Linked DNA regions of Zea mays: region 2 is linked to region 1. A link is a contact called in public Hi-C data. All regions are on one chromosome and are shown on one strand. Each heading gives the region's core, a stretch centred on a gene start, on an enhancer-like site or on the middle of the called end of the contact. The rest is flanking DNA. Distances are from core to core; before and after follow the strand shown.

Region 1 (6,324 bases), core at 1,396-3,895:
ATTGGAAGACTCCACATTCAAGGTTGTCCGCTTGTCACCCGAAGAGAAGAAGGAAAAGATCCATAGGTATAGAAAGAAACGGAACGAGAGAAATTTCAACAAAAAAATAAAGGTACCATTGAGCATTTCAGTAGAGCATTACTTGTGCATGGACATCTTACCAATTTAGTTGTGCTTGACCTACAACAAAATGCAGTACGCATGCAGAAAAACCTTGGCAGATAGCAGGCCCCGTGTCCGGGGAAGGTTCGCGAAGAATGATGAGCTCTGTGAAGCAGCAGCGCAATCAGGCTCCCTGAATTATGGACATTATGAACAAACTGTAAGTTTTTAATTAAACTACACAATCTTATCAAACAGTCTGGCATAACTAGAAGATATGGCGATATTAAATGTTACGGGAATGTAACTTGATGCATATGGAGACAAATCGTAAGATTGTAATAGATGAAAAAATTAGGCCATGATTTTAAGTCCCTGCCCCATTACAATGATGGAAAACATGAATGTTCTTATGTATTTTCATTGTTATTAAACAAAAGCCTGACATATTTCTATGCGTAGTTAACAAGAACTCTTACCTTTTTCAGGACCATATGAAAGAAGAAGCCATGCTGGACACATCTGACATTCTTGCGCATCTAAGTGAATTAAATTCCTACAACTACAAGTATAAATGCACCATCGAATCATGGATGTGATTCTCAAGTCTCAACCACACAAACTAAGACCCAGTGTCTTAATTCAAGTTGTGCAACATTGAGCACAGTTTTTTTTCATTTCCTTTAAAATAAACTTACAGCATTAGAAGCTCAATTTCAGGTCGAGAACTTAGTTCAGCTAATGTAGATTTAATGTATGTGTGAATCTGCTCACTTGTTTACCATTGTCACAAGTGAATGTGGTAGTTAGTCTCCAGAAGAGTGGTTTGTGTATATAACTATGCCATTTATAGAAATAAAAGTTCTGAGGATCTCTTCAATATTTCTTTGTCACAGAGTCTAGATTTGGCCTGCTCAGCAAATTCCAAGGATAGCAACGATACATCAACATAATCATAATAACATGGTTACAGAGCACAGTAATAAGTAAAGTTAATATATTGGAATGTCACCTAGGTGCCTTGTAGCCTGTGCCCCTATGTGCAGAAAGATCAAGAGTCAGAACCAACAATGAACAATGAATAACCGTAGCAAAAATGTTTAAAACTATACTCAAGAGCTCAGTAAGGTTCATGGTCTTGCTGATAATTCATAGGCCCATGCAATTGTAGAAATCCAATTATGTTCATTTTCTGTTTTAGTGGAGTTGTCCAAGAACAAGCTACAGGCTCATAGAGTAGTGTATCCACAGTTGAGCTAGGGCAAAGATTAAAATATTAATCAACTAAAATGTTTTCCTCAAGTATAAGCACTGCCTGTGCCATTTAATAAGTAGCCAAGGTGAAAGACACACTACTGTCTTAGGCAATGTAAAGCTCTAGCAGTACTACCACATTACAAATCTCCATTACGGCTAAGCTGCAATCAGTGGTCAAACTTACAAACAGCGGTTACTCAAACCAACATTGTAGGGAAGTGGAAATTCCATGCCAGAATTTGCTCTGCCAGACAAGATTTTATCGTTTAAGTCAATGCATTTGGATCCTTCAATTGCTGTACAGTTTGTTCACCCACACTTGTTGATTATACAAGAATATAGTTGCACGCAGTGGATCAAAAAATCATCTGATAGAAGCAAATGTACAAACAGCTATGTGGTAAGGCTAACTCATAGTCATTAATGTTGTGGCCTGGGGCACTGGCACAGCAAGAGAGAACAATTCTGAGAGCCCTCGCTCCTCCAATTCGCACCCCTGAGCATCCATCCCAACTATAACCGGATCGAATAGTGCAACCTGGGGCTCAGATTTGCTACAGCCAAGCAGGACTAAGCCAGTGGGTCTGGTGAAGCCGAGGAACATGACGCAGCGAGCGCGCCCATAACCCCAGAATCGGGCCCCGACCCAGACGGCGACCTCAGAGACAATGACGGCGACCTTGACGACCACCCCGAGCGCGTCGATCCCGTTCCTGAAGCCCTTGTGCAGCTGGAGGCCGAGGAAGCCCTCGACGACCTTGGAGGTGTTCTTGGAGAGCTTGTAGCTGGACTTGAGGACGGCGAGCACGGCGACGCCCGCGGGCGACGCGGCGTGGAGGCCCGCCGGCGCGGCGGCGGCGAGGCGGAGGAGCGAGGCGGCGGCGAGCGCGGCCTTGAGGCGCTTGGAGGAGGGGAGCGAGGGGAGGCGCGCGGCGGCGGGGCCGAGCGTGCGTGCCGCCTTGTACGACTTGGAGGCGGCCTTGGACGCGGCTAGGATGGCGGCGACAGGGGAGGAGGCGGTGGCGAGCGCCCGCGGCGTCCGGAGCGCGGCGGCGGCGGCGGACGTGGCGGCCGCCAGCGGCTTGAGCGCGCGGGAGCGGGAGAGGGCGACGAGCAGGCGCACCCCGAAGGCTACGCCGAGCGCGGAGGTGGCGGCCGCGGCCGCGAGCTCGTGCTCGGCGAGAGGAGGCATGCCGGCGGGCCGCGTGGGGAGGCAAAGGCCATAGGAGGCGAGCCGGGTGCGGGTGGAAACCGCCAAGGTAGCGAGGCGGGGTGGAAACGGAAAAGGCCAAGGAACGAAAGGGACACGGATTTGGATGGCGAGGCGTGACGTGGACGCGGCCGCCATCGCGCGTTGGGGGCTTGGGGGTGAGGGGCGTGCGGCGGTGCCCCGAGGGGAGGCTTGGTGGTGGCAGAATTTTTCGGCCGGCTCGGCCAGGGGTGCCGATTCCACGAGCAGGGATTATAGATGGCACGGAGGCCGCAGCTCAAGAGCAAGCAAGCACGATTTTTTACTTTTTGGATGTACAGGAACAGGACCATGTCTGGCTGCTTCCAGACACCACTCGACCTATCCTCTGGAGTCTCGCCTCGCTCTTGATTCTGGCTATTTTCCTGAGTTGGACGCGAGGCTTGGACTCACGTTCACGCGATGGTGAAGGCCGACGCCTCGTCGATCGAGTACCTATCTATCCTCGTTGTGCCGACTGCAGTGGATAGACGCGGGGAGGGCCCCGGACCACCGAGCCGAACCCGGCAGAATTTTGGTGCAGGTAGCCCATGAAAAACCGTCGGGCGGGGTCGGCCCACTCCGTCCCTCCACTCGGACTAGACGACGTCCGTGGGCTTCAATTCTTGCCGTGGTGCTGTTGGGCTGCTAAACCAGCAGAACTCATGTTGGGCGAATTTGCCCTGGAGGGACCAGGGCGTGCAAGGACAAGGACAAGAAACCGGTGCAAATGACAGACACAACACGACGATCGAGATGCTTGCTTTACTCTTGTTCGGTGAAAGCAGACAGCCAGGTGATGAGGAGCCATAAAGCCATTCGCTTCCCTCTAACAAAGTGCAGAGAGGGACGTTGAGGAAAGCGTCGTGCTAACTGCAGTGCAGGGCACCATGAACGGGGGCCCGTCCACGTGTACGTACGTCTCCCCAAATGTCCGTGTCCGTCTCTCCGTCGTCCATGATCAATTCATAGCGAGCAGTCCTAGCTCAAATGATTCCGGTCACAAGAAACCAGTCGCTAGAGAACATGGCGGGCAGCAGCTCTTGATGAGAAACTAAATCAAGGTTGCGTTGCCTTCCTTCCGGGGAGACAAGGAAACTCCCGTCGATCAGAAAACGCATGGCAGGTCATGCACCACGGTGAACTCGGTTGCGTAGAGGCGTGGAGCGGCCGGGGCAAGCGAAGCGACCCTCCCGGAAAGGGCGGCGCGGTACCTAACGCTGACACTGCTGGTACGCAACGTACTTGGTACACAACCGCTCCAAGCTCTAGTGCAACCGCAGGTCAGCGGCGGCTCGCCGTGCTCGCAAAAGCCGAGCCGCTTTCGAACTTGCAGTGCAGCGCCGGACATGCAGAGTGTACGTTGGTACGCCAGCGACGACGAATTGACACTCACTGTGCATGCATGTGATACGGATGCCTGTGACTGTGATAAAGCATGCATGCTGATCCATATGCTAGTACTGTCAGTTGGCAGTGATTAATATGCTAGTAGTAGTAGTAGTATCTTATTAGCACCTGCACTAATAAAGCTGCGGCGCGCAAGGAGTCAAGTCAACAGACACACGAAACAGATAGATAACTTCTCCCGGCGCACTTGTGTGCTTGACCAACCTCTTCTTCTCTCTGATAATATGAATGCAAGGGAGAACAGAACAGCGATGATGACGGAGCGCAGATAAGAAGAGTGTCTGTGTGTGACTCTTTGTCATCATCAGCAGGAATAAACACTGATAATAAAACGCTGACGGCGACGGTGGACGCCCAAGAGCTTTCGTCCCTGCCGGGGGAGCTTTCTTTGCTCGGTTAGTTGGCGTCCATGCGTTCCGCTTGACCGGTGGAAGGGAAGGGTGGAGACACTGTCGCTGCGGCCGCAGCAGGTGACCACTGACCAGCAAGCAGGCAGGCAAAACGCCGCAAGCAAGTCAGGTATCAGGCCGTGATGCGACGGTTTGTCGGCGAAATCATGGCTCGCTCATTTGTCGTGCTGGCGTCTCTCGCTTCCGAAGCTTGAATTCGTACGTGTAATAATTAATATACATGGCATGGCTGGTGTGCTTCCAACTGGCACTGACGAAAACGAGAGGAAAGGCCACCCGCGGCCGCGCCTGCTGAAGCTGGCTGAAGGCCATTAATCCATGGGCCGTGTCCGTGTAATTAAAGAAGAAAACTTTCTTTTTAATGAGAAAAAGCTTAACACTGCCGGCCGTGTCTGTAGGTTCGGTTCGTCGACCCTTCGTCGGCACGGCGGAAATGCGAGTCGCCGTCGTCGGAAACGTCGCTTTGATTTGATCCACCCACTCGAGGACCGTGATCTGCCGCCGGATGGATCTCCCACTTACCCCAAGCCGTTCCTCGTAAAAAAAGAAGAAGAAAAAACACCACTACCAGCAGCAGAGAGATGGTGGCTGTCAAAACCGGAGGGAGATCTTTGTACGCAGATCGGAGCCGGCTTACCGAGTGAGTACTGGCCGTCCCTGTCTTTACCACCACCGCCACCTCAACCACGACGACGACGACGACGCACTATCTCCTCTTCCCCCTCCGCCACGCCTCGTAGTTGTACGAGACGTTGCCCGACCAACCCCCCCGTCGTCGACATTGCTGGACGCCACGTCCTGCAGTGCCTGCCTGGCTGCCTGTAGAGCGCCCTGCATGCTGGAGCGTACGTATTTGTTTGCTCAACAAATCCATTCGTATCCTCTGCGCAACACTCAAAGGAGGGGCAGCAGATGCGCATGTGCCTTCCAGACTAGAGAGAAAGCTCGGCCTGTCCTTGTCAAAATTAATCAACCATATCCGAAGGTCATCTTCCACTATTCCAAAAAAACCATCGTAGCACATCGCATTCGTTCGAAGAGACTAGGCTCGAATTCAGACAAAGAAGTCCTGGTCTTGCTCGTACTAATGCACACACCACTTGCAGCAACAGTCTTTTTTTTTCTTTTGAAAAAAAAAATCTTGCACCAACATTTTTTTTTTTGGAAAATACTTGGACCAACGAGGAGTACCATCAGTGTCAGTTTGGCAGCCAGCTTCTCCGTCGAGATCCCAAGCGTTACCCGCGCGAGCACTCCACGTGAGAAATTTCCACCCATTTTTTTATCTGTTTGGGAGCTCACGACAGGGGGGCATAACCCAACCCCAAAAACCAAAATTACATGGGTAAATTCTCGTATATAGTGGTTGTGCCAACTGCCAAACAAACAATATCTAGGGGTACTCCTGCTAGAAACTGTCATCGTCTACACCGTTCGTCCTTGCGCTGGCAGACCGAGGACGTCCAGACAAAGGCAACAGGTGCCCTCGGCCGGACTGGTTCAGCCTTCCCTTCAGCGCTCCTCTGAATCTGAGGGTTTCAACTTTGAAGAAGCCTCGCCTCGCTCCATGTAGTAAGTAGTAAGGTGGTCTACACATACCAGGACGTACACGCCTCGTTTCATCAGTTTGTGTGTTCACCGAATGGCCCGGAACGCAGAAGGAGGCTGGAGGCAGAGCGACGACGCGCAGGCGCACGCGCCGGTCCGGGTGTGTCTAGGTTTGGCTGGGTCAAAAGCTAGCTAAGCTGCTCTGGATCATCGTGCACGGGCGGGCGGGCGGGTGTGAGGAAACGCGGCGAAAGGCAACAAAAGACTGGGCGGCGGACACACAGAAGAGTCGTTCGCGCGCAGCCGGGTCTCCGGAGGTGGCCGTTAGCGGTGGGCGCCTCGAGGCCGCCGGGGCTGCATGACTAGACG
Region 2 (5,960 bases), core at 3,172-5,671, 440 kb before region 1:
AGCCTTCGTAGAACTATGTGTGTATGCAAGAAAAATTATGTCACTTCTGGTCAGTATACTGACTGTTAGAGCCTTTCTACAACTATACTTGCCTATGTAAACTCTGCAGATACACTATTACTGGACACTCAAGTATGCTAGTTTAATGTAACTTGCTACTTATTGTAATCTAAATTTGTATTACTACTTCTATTGCGCTAATGGTATAAAAAAATTACGTCTGCAGGCGCGCGCGTAAGGCACTAGTACATTAATAAAGTTCCAAATAAAACCGGCCCAGCCTAACCTGGGGTTAGTGAATGTTCTCAGTGAGACACGTAGCTATAGATGTCCAAAAAGCACGTGGCCCGTTAGCCCGGCAGGAAGCAGGGTTTTTAGCACAACACGAGCCCGGTACGACATGGATTTAAACGGGCCCAGGCTTAGCCCGACCCGGAGAGCGTGCCGGGCTCGACACGAATTTGAGCCCGTTAGGCTGGCTCGGGCATGGCCCGTTATCAGCCGGGCCTTTAAACCGGCCCGTTCACATAACTCCCAACGGCTCCACAAATACTAGGCTGCCTCCCAGCGGCCCAAATAGCGCACTCCGCAGCCGCACGCCCACTTCCCTCCCGCACCGCGAACGAAGACATCGTGGTAACCCTAACGCTCTCTCGCAGTCTCGCTCCTGCGTCCTCTCCGTGCGGTGGCTCCAGATCCGGCTCTCGCTCTCAGTCTCTCTCGCTCCTGTGCGCGGCTCCTGTGCTCCGGTGCTCTCGCTCCTGCGTCCTCTCCGTGCGGCGGCTCCGGCTCTCGCTCTCGCTCTCAGTCTCTCTCGCTCCTGTGCGCGGCTCCTGTGCTCCCGGTCCTGTGCTCCGGTGCTGCTCGGTCCTGTGCGCGGCTGCCTCTGGTGCTCCCTTCTTCTTCTCCGGCTCCCATTCGAACGCCCAAATGTTCCTGGAGCCGCCATACTACCCCAGCCTGGACGCCGCCAAGACGTTTCTAGCGATTCATTTCTATAAGCGATCATGTACTGGTGTTCTACATAGATAGATTGATTCAGTTAGATGTCAGTAAGATCTCTTTATCGCTGAGTATTTTTTGTGCTGCCGGTTTTAGGTTTAGCACGGTCTCCACCGTGTCGTGCTCGAATAGCTATCTGAGCCCGTCGGGCGGGGCGGCATGGTTAAATGATCGGGCTCAAACGGGTTGGGCCAAGTCGTGCTCGGGCTGGGCCAGGCCGCCCGTTTGGACACCTATACACGTAGCCACGTAGGGTTAAACGTAGTGAAATACTGTAGGACGATCTAACCCCACCAGTAGAGTTTTTATATAATAAACTTTTTACATACTGTAATAACCAAGTCCAGATGAACTTTCAGAAAGAAAATCGAGAACCTCAGACACCTTCTGACCGCTGAAGCACGAACGACAATGGCCATACTGCACGATGTTGCACGTTTTGTAGAAGTTTGTATCTTCGTTAAAAATTATAGCAGTACAAATCATAGCACATTCTGTAGGTGTAGGATACAGTAACACAGCAGCAGAACATCAAACCCATCTCCTGCCAGGCTCTGAGCAAACGCCAAAGCCTCCAACGTGGCACCTACGTACCGTACCCCAGTCACCCACCCCACACCCTACCTCGCTCGCAGTCGCAGCTTCCGCTGTACGCACACTACTGCGCGGTGCACGCACCGACGACACGGCGGCGCAGCTTATGTATGAGTAAGTATAGGGACTCGCCATACAGGTAGTCATCGCAGCGTGCCACCCCGTCTAGCGATCGAACACAGTCGACGGGGAACGCCGGCCGGTCCGGTCAGTTGGTGAGCGCGACGGCGGCCTCGTGCACGAGGGGCTGGGTGGCGTGCGCGACGCCCTCGGCCTCCCGCTCCACCTGCTCCCGGCACGCCTCCCGCGCGCCCGGCTCCGTCATGCGCTTGACGAACGCGGCGAAGCGGCGCCAGTTGTCGGGCTGGAACAGGTCGGGCCCCATGCGCAGGTACGTGAAGGCCACCATGCGGTCCTCGGCGGCCCTGTCGGCGGCCGTGGCCACCACCTGGTCGTGCGCCGTGTCGTCGTAGCGCGGCAGCGCGTTCTCGCCGGCCAGGCCCACGCCGGCCTCCCGCGCCGCGGCGGCCACCTGCTGCACCAGCGCCTCGGGGCGGCACTGCGCGTCCTGCGGCTGCTCGTGGTCGCGCATCTCCACGCACGTGAAGTTGAGCACGGCGCCGTGGCGCGCCAGCATGCGCGCGATGGGCGCGTACCCGTCGTGCGACCGGGTGTTGTAGTACCCCGCCGTCAGCTCCGCCGCGTGGGACCGGGTGCCGTAGTGCCAGTGGATCCCGGCCACCTTCACCGAGATCTTCACGCCGGGGGAACCCGTGAACACGCCCGTCGCCGCCGACAGGATGCGCTCGCCGTGCTCCAGGAGCATCTGCGAGTACCAGCTCATGAAGAACTCCCCGTACTCCGTGCTCCACCCGCCCTCGCGCCGGAAGAAGCCCGTGTCCTCCGGCCAGTCCTTGTAGCTGCCGGAGTCGCCCGGACCCGCGTTGCCCCACTCCGGCTTGCCCACGGCCTCAGCAGCCGCCTTCAAGCTACTCAGCATGAACTGCAACACGCGCAAACATGGATCCAGAAAGCTCTTGAGATCATAGTACAAGGGGATCGGAGAGAAAAGATGAACGAGCACGCAGGCAAGGCATGCATTACCCTGTCGTAGCACTGGAACTCGCCGATGCCAGGGAACGACCAGGTGCCGTCGCTCTCCGGGTAGGACGGGTAGCGCAGCTCGCCGGCAGGGCCCATGCCGACCTGGATCTCCACGATGGTGTTGCCCATGAAGGTGGCGAAGTGGTCGCGGAAGGCGCGCATGAAGTCGGCGTAGCACTGGATGGGGGTGCGGCCCTTGAGCACGGGCATCGCGTCGCAGCCCAGGGAGACGTACTCGTAGTTCCGGCGGCCGCTCCGGTCCGTGTAGGCCAGGTCCTGGTCCTTGTCCATCTCCTCCAAGACCCATCCCGGAAGTGGTATGCTGCAAACAACCAAAGCATGCAGGATCACGTGGCAGGAAACCAAAAAGGATAACATATCTTCGTCAGGAATTCAGGATTATGGGTTCTGCTGGAGCCTAAACTTTCTGCTCACGGATCTCGTGAGCAGATCACATGCCGAGTCGGCAGGAAGAGGGAAGCGCCACTGTCTGTAAGGAGAAAAAGGATCGACTTTTTTCTTCTTCAGTACGCTATATATGCAGGGTGGCGGATGGTGAACTTGTGCTTCTCCGTGGCTCAAGTCACGGGGACCTTGCGTTCGAGTCCACATCAACTACTGTGTCTAGTGGAAGCGTTTTATTCAGTTCAGCTAAAAAACCGTGAAGGCGTCAGAACTTTTCTGAAGATCAGATCAGCTCCAGCTCAGAATCAGATACCAACATGCGGCTTCTGATTGTAGTACTGATCTTCTATGTGCATTTCGTTTCGTGTAATCCACATACGGTTAAACAAGTACTCTAAAAACTAACGTCAGGTAATTTACGTTTAATCGAAAGAATGCACTGGTGATGGTGAAGCCAGAAAGTGCTAGAGAAAGAGACGACGAAGACACGTACGTGACTGAATCACCGACGTTGCCGCCGCACTGGTGGAAGGACATGACGGCCTGGACCTTGAGCCCGGTCTTCTTGGCCATCTCCATGAGCTCCATGTACCCGTTGAAGTTGTACTGCCCGGGCCCGTCGGCCTCGGCGATGCCCCACCAGACGTCCACCATGATGCCCTCCACCCCGGCGCTCTTGAGCGCCGCCAGGCTGGCCTCCACGGCCTTGCGCCGGTTGAGCGAGTTGCCGTCCTTGCGCACGGTGTCGAGCGGCATCATGACGAAGACGGGCACCCCGGCCCTGCTCCGGAGCTCGGCGGCCACGTCGGCGTGCTCCGCCTCGGGCGCGGCCTCCACCAGCGCCTGGCACGCCATGGCGAGGTCCGGCTTCACCGCGTCGGGCGCCTGCGCGGGGGCCGGGTCCACCGTCATCGTCTGCAGCTGGAGCGCCGGAGCGGGGGCGGGCGCCGACGCGGGCGGCGGCGCCACGGTGGCCGCCGCGGCGACGACGGCCGAGCGTGGCGCCGTGGCCGCCGCCGCGACGACGGCCGCGCGTGGCGCCGCCGGTGCCGCCGCCACGGCCGCGCCGGTCTGGTGGGACAGGTTGAGCGCCATCATTCACAGCGGTTGGCTGGATCGGATTGGACACGAATGGAAAACGAGATCAGACGACCAAGCAGAAGAAGAAGAAGGCTGGTTGGAACGAGCGATGGATCTTGGCCTTGGGTGTCTGGAAATGGATTCGGTCCGGGACCCTGGGACTCCCGCTGCTGCGATGCGACGGCGACGGCGACGGCGATTTGGTCTGGGGATTCGGTTATTATTACGGGGGAAGCGAAGGGGAGCCCCGTGCCGCGGGGTTAAATAGGGCTGGCGGACACGGGCGCCCGCGCGACGTGGCGCGCGGTGCGCCGGTGAATGGAACGTGAGGCGGTGGCGGGAGGTGGGGGCGAGCGGAGGCCGGAGAGGCAGCAGAAAATATGGATGGGGGACATGGGCGGGCGGGGCTCCCGCGGACGCGTGAACCGGCCTCGAAGCGTCGTGGGTGGACGGCGACGTGTTCTGGAGGGGACGGCGCGCTGGGCCACGTCGCGGTCCAGCATGGAGATAGGGTTGCTGGATGCGCGACGCGTGTCCCCCTTAAGTCCTTGACAGGACATGGTACGGTTTGGAGTTTGGACGGTGCTGGCTGTGTGTGTGTGACCCACACACTCCTAGTGCTGTGTACTCCGTGCGCTTGAGATGCCGCGGAGCTCTAAAATTGGTCGAAAACTCGGTGTTTTCCGTGACTACGTTTGCGTGCGTGGTCATCATTGTCACGCTATTTCATTTTTTTACTCCTACAATTCCTCTGGTGAAAACCATCTTAGAGCAATTCCATTGGTTCTCTAAAATACTTCTTAAATCAATAATTTAGGTAGCTAACATAAAACTTATTTCCAATAGTTCTCTAAATTAACTTCTAAATTTAGCAACTTCTCATCTAACCTCATTTCCTCTCTACATTTGGCAACCATTTAGCAACTCTCTAAACAAAAATGTTGACAGCATTATGTAGGTAATGAAGATAATTGCTGATATTTGTGACTTATTTTTTAATGTGGATATATACAAAACAAAACTACAACATATATTTAGAGAATTATTGGAGAACTCACATTTATTTACTCCCAAAGTTATTTATGAACTTCTTAAATATGTGATTAATAGAGCTAAAATTTATATAACTATTAGAGTTGCTCTTAGGCCTCGTTTGGTTTGGGGTGACTAAAGTTTAGTCACTTTTAATCTCTAAGAATCAAACTTGGTGACTAAAGTGGGGTGACTAAACTTTAGTTCTTTAGTCACTAAGGGGGTGACTAAAAGGGACTAAAGTAGTATTTTTACATTATTTGTCCTCTCCACTTTCTTCTTATAGCAAAGATCTATTAATTAATAGGGGTAAAATAGTCATTATTCACAGCAATTAATGCTCTTTAGTCCGATTTAGTTACTGAAACCAAACGGTATATTTTAGCGACTAAATTTCTAGTGACTAAGGCAACCAAACAGAACCTTGAACACTCTCTGCGCTCTTTTGTATTTATCGTGTTTTAGCTTAAAAATAAACAAACGAATACTTTACATAAAACCGTCCACAATTAAAATCACGCAACAAATGAGAAAAGAACCACCGGAATTAAGGCGGTGCATACGTTTGCACTTGGTCTAGATTAAGATCTAGTACGGACTAATGGTGGGTTTGGTTGAGAAGTGAATTTTGTGGATGTTTGGTTTCTAATAAAAAAAAAAGTGAAGTGGCTCATAGAGTCTCTATGACAATTTATCGTAAATAGTATGTCGGATGTGAGCGCTCTCCTCTTTCTCTTATCATA

The links. Hi-C and Micro-C count contacts between places; a contact is called where the count stands out from the background.
Region 2: a Hi-C map of bundle sheath shows a contact between it and region 1, with 2.2 times the contacts expected there. The contact joins the promoter of LOC100281767 here to the promoter of LOC100275508 in region 1. A contact is called at or near these places in 8 of 25 Hi-C or Micro-C datasets (bundle sheath, ear, endosperm and 4 more).

The regions. Positions count from the first base shown.
Region 1 is chr1:8,607,920-8,614,243 of Zm-B73-REFERENCE-NAM-5.0, reverse strand. It overlaps LOC100275508, which reads right to left and starts at 2,645. Exons shown (of 1, transcript NM_001374291.1): 1 at 1,598-2,645. The coding sequence starts at 2,551. The coding sequence ends at 1,766. It overlaps LOC103631693, which reads left to right. Exons shown (of 5, transcript XM_008652637.4): 3 at 1-112; 4 at 197-322; 5 at 591-977. The coding sequence ends at 701.
Region 2 is chr1:9,053,834-9,059,793 of Zm-B73-REFERENCE-NAM-5.0, reverse strand. LOC100281767 reads right to left here and starts at 4,421. Exons shown (of 3, transcript NM_001154687.2): 1 at 3,599-4,421; 2 at 2,701-3,022; 3 at 1,440-2,599. The coding sequence starts at 4,203. The coding sequence ends at 1,805. LOC111590577 (a long non-coding RNA gene) reads left to right here. Exons shown (of 4, transcript XR_002749712.2): 4 at 1-149.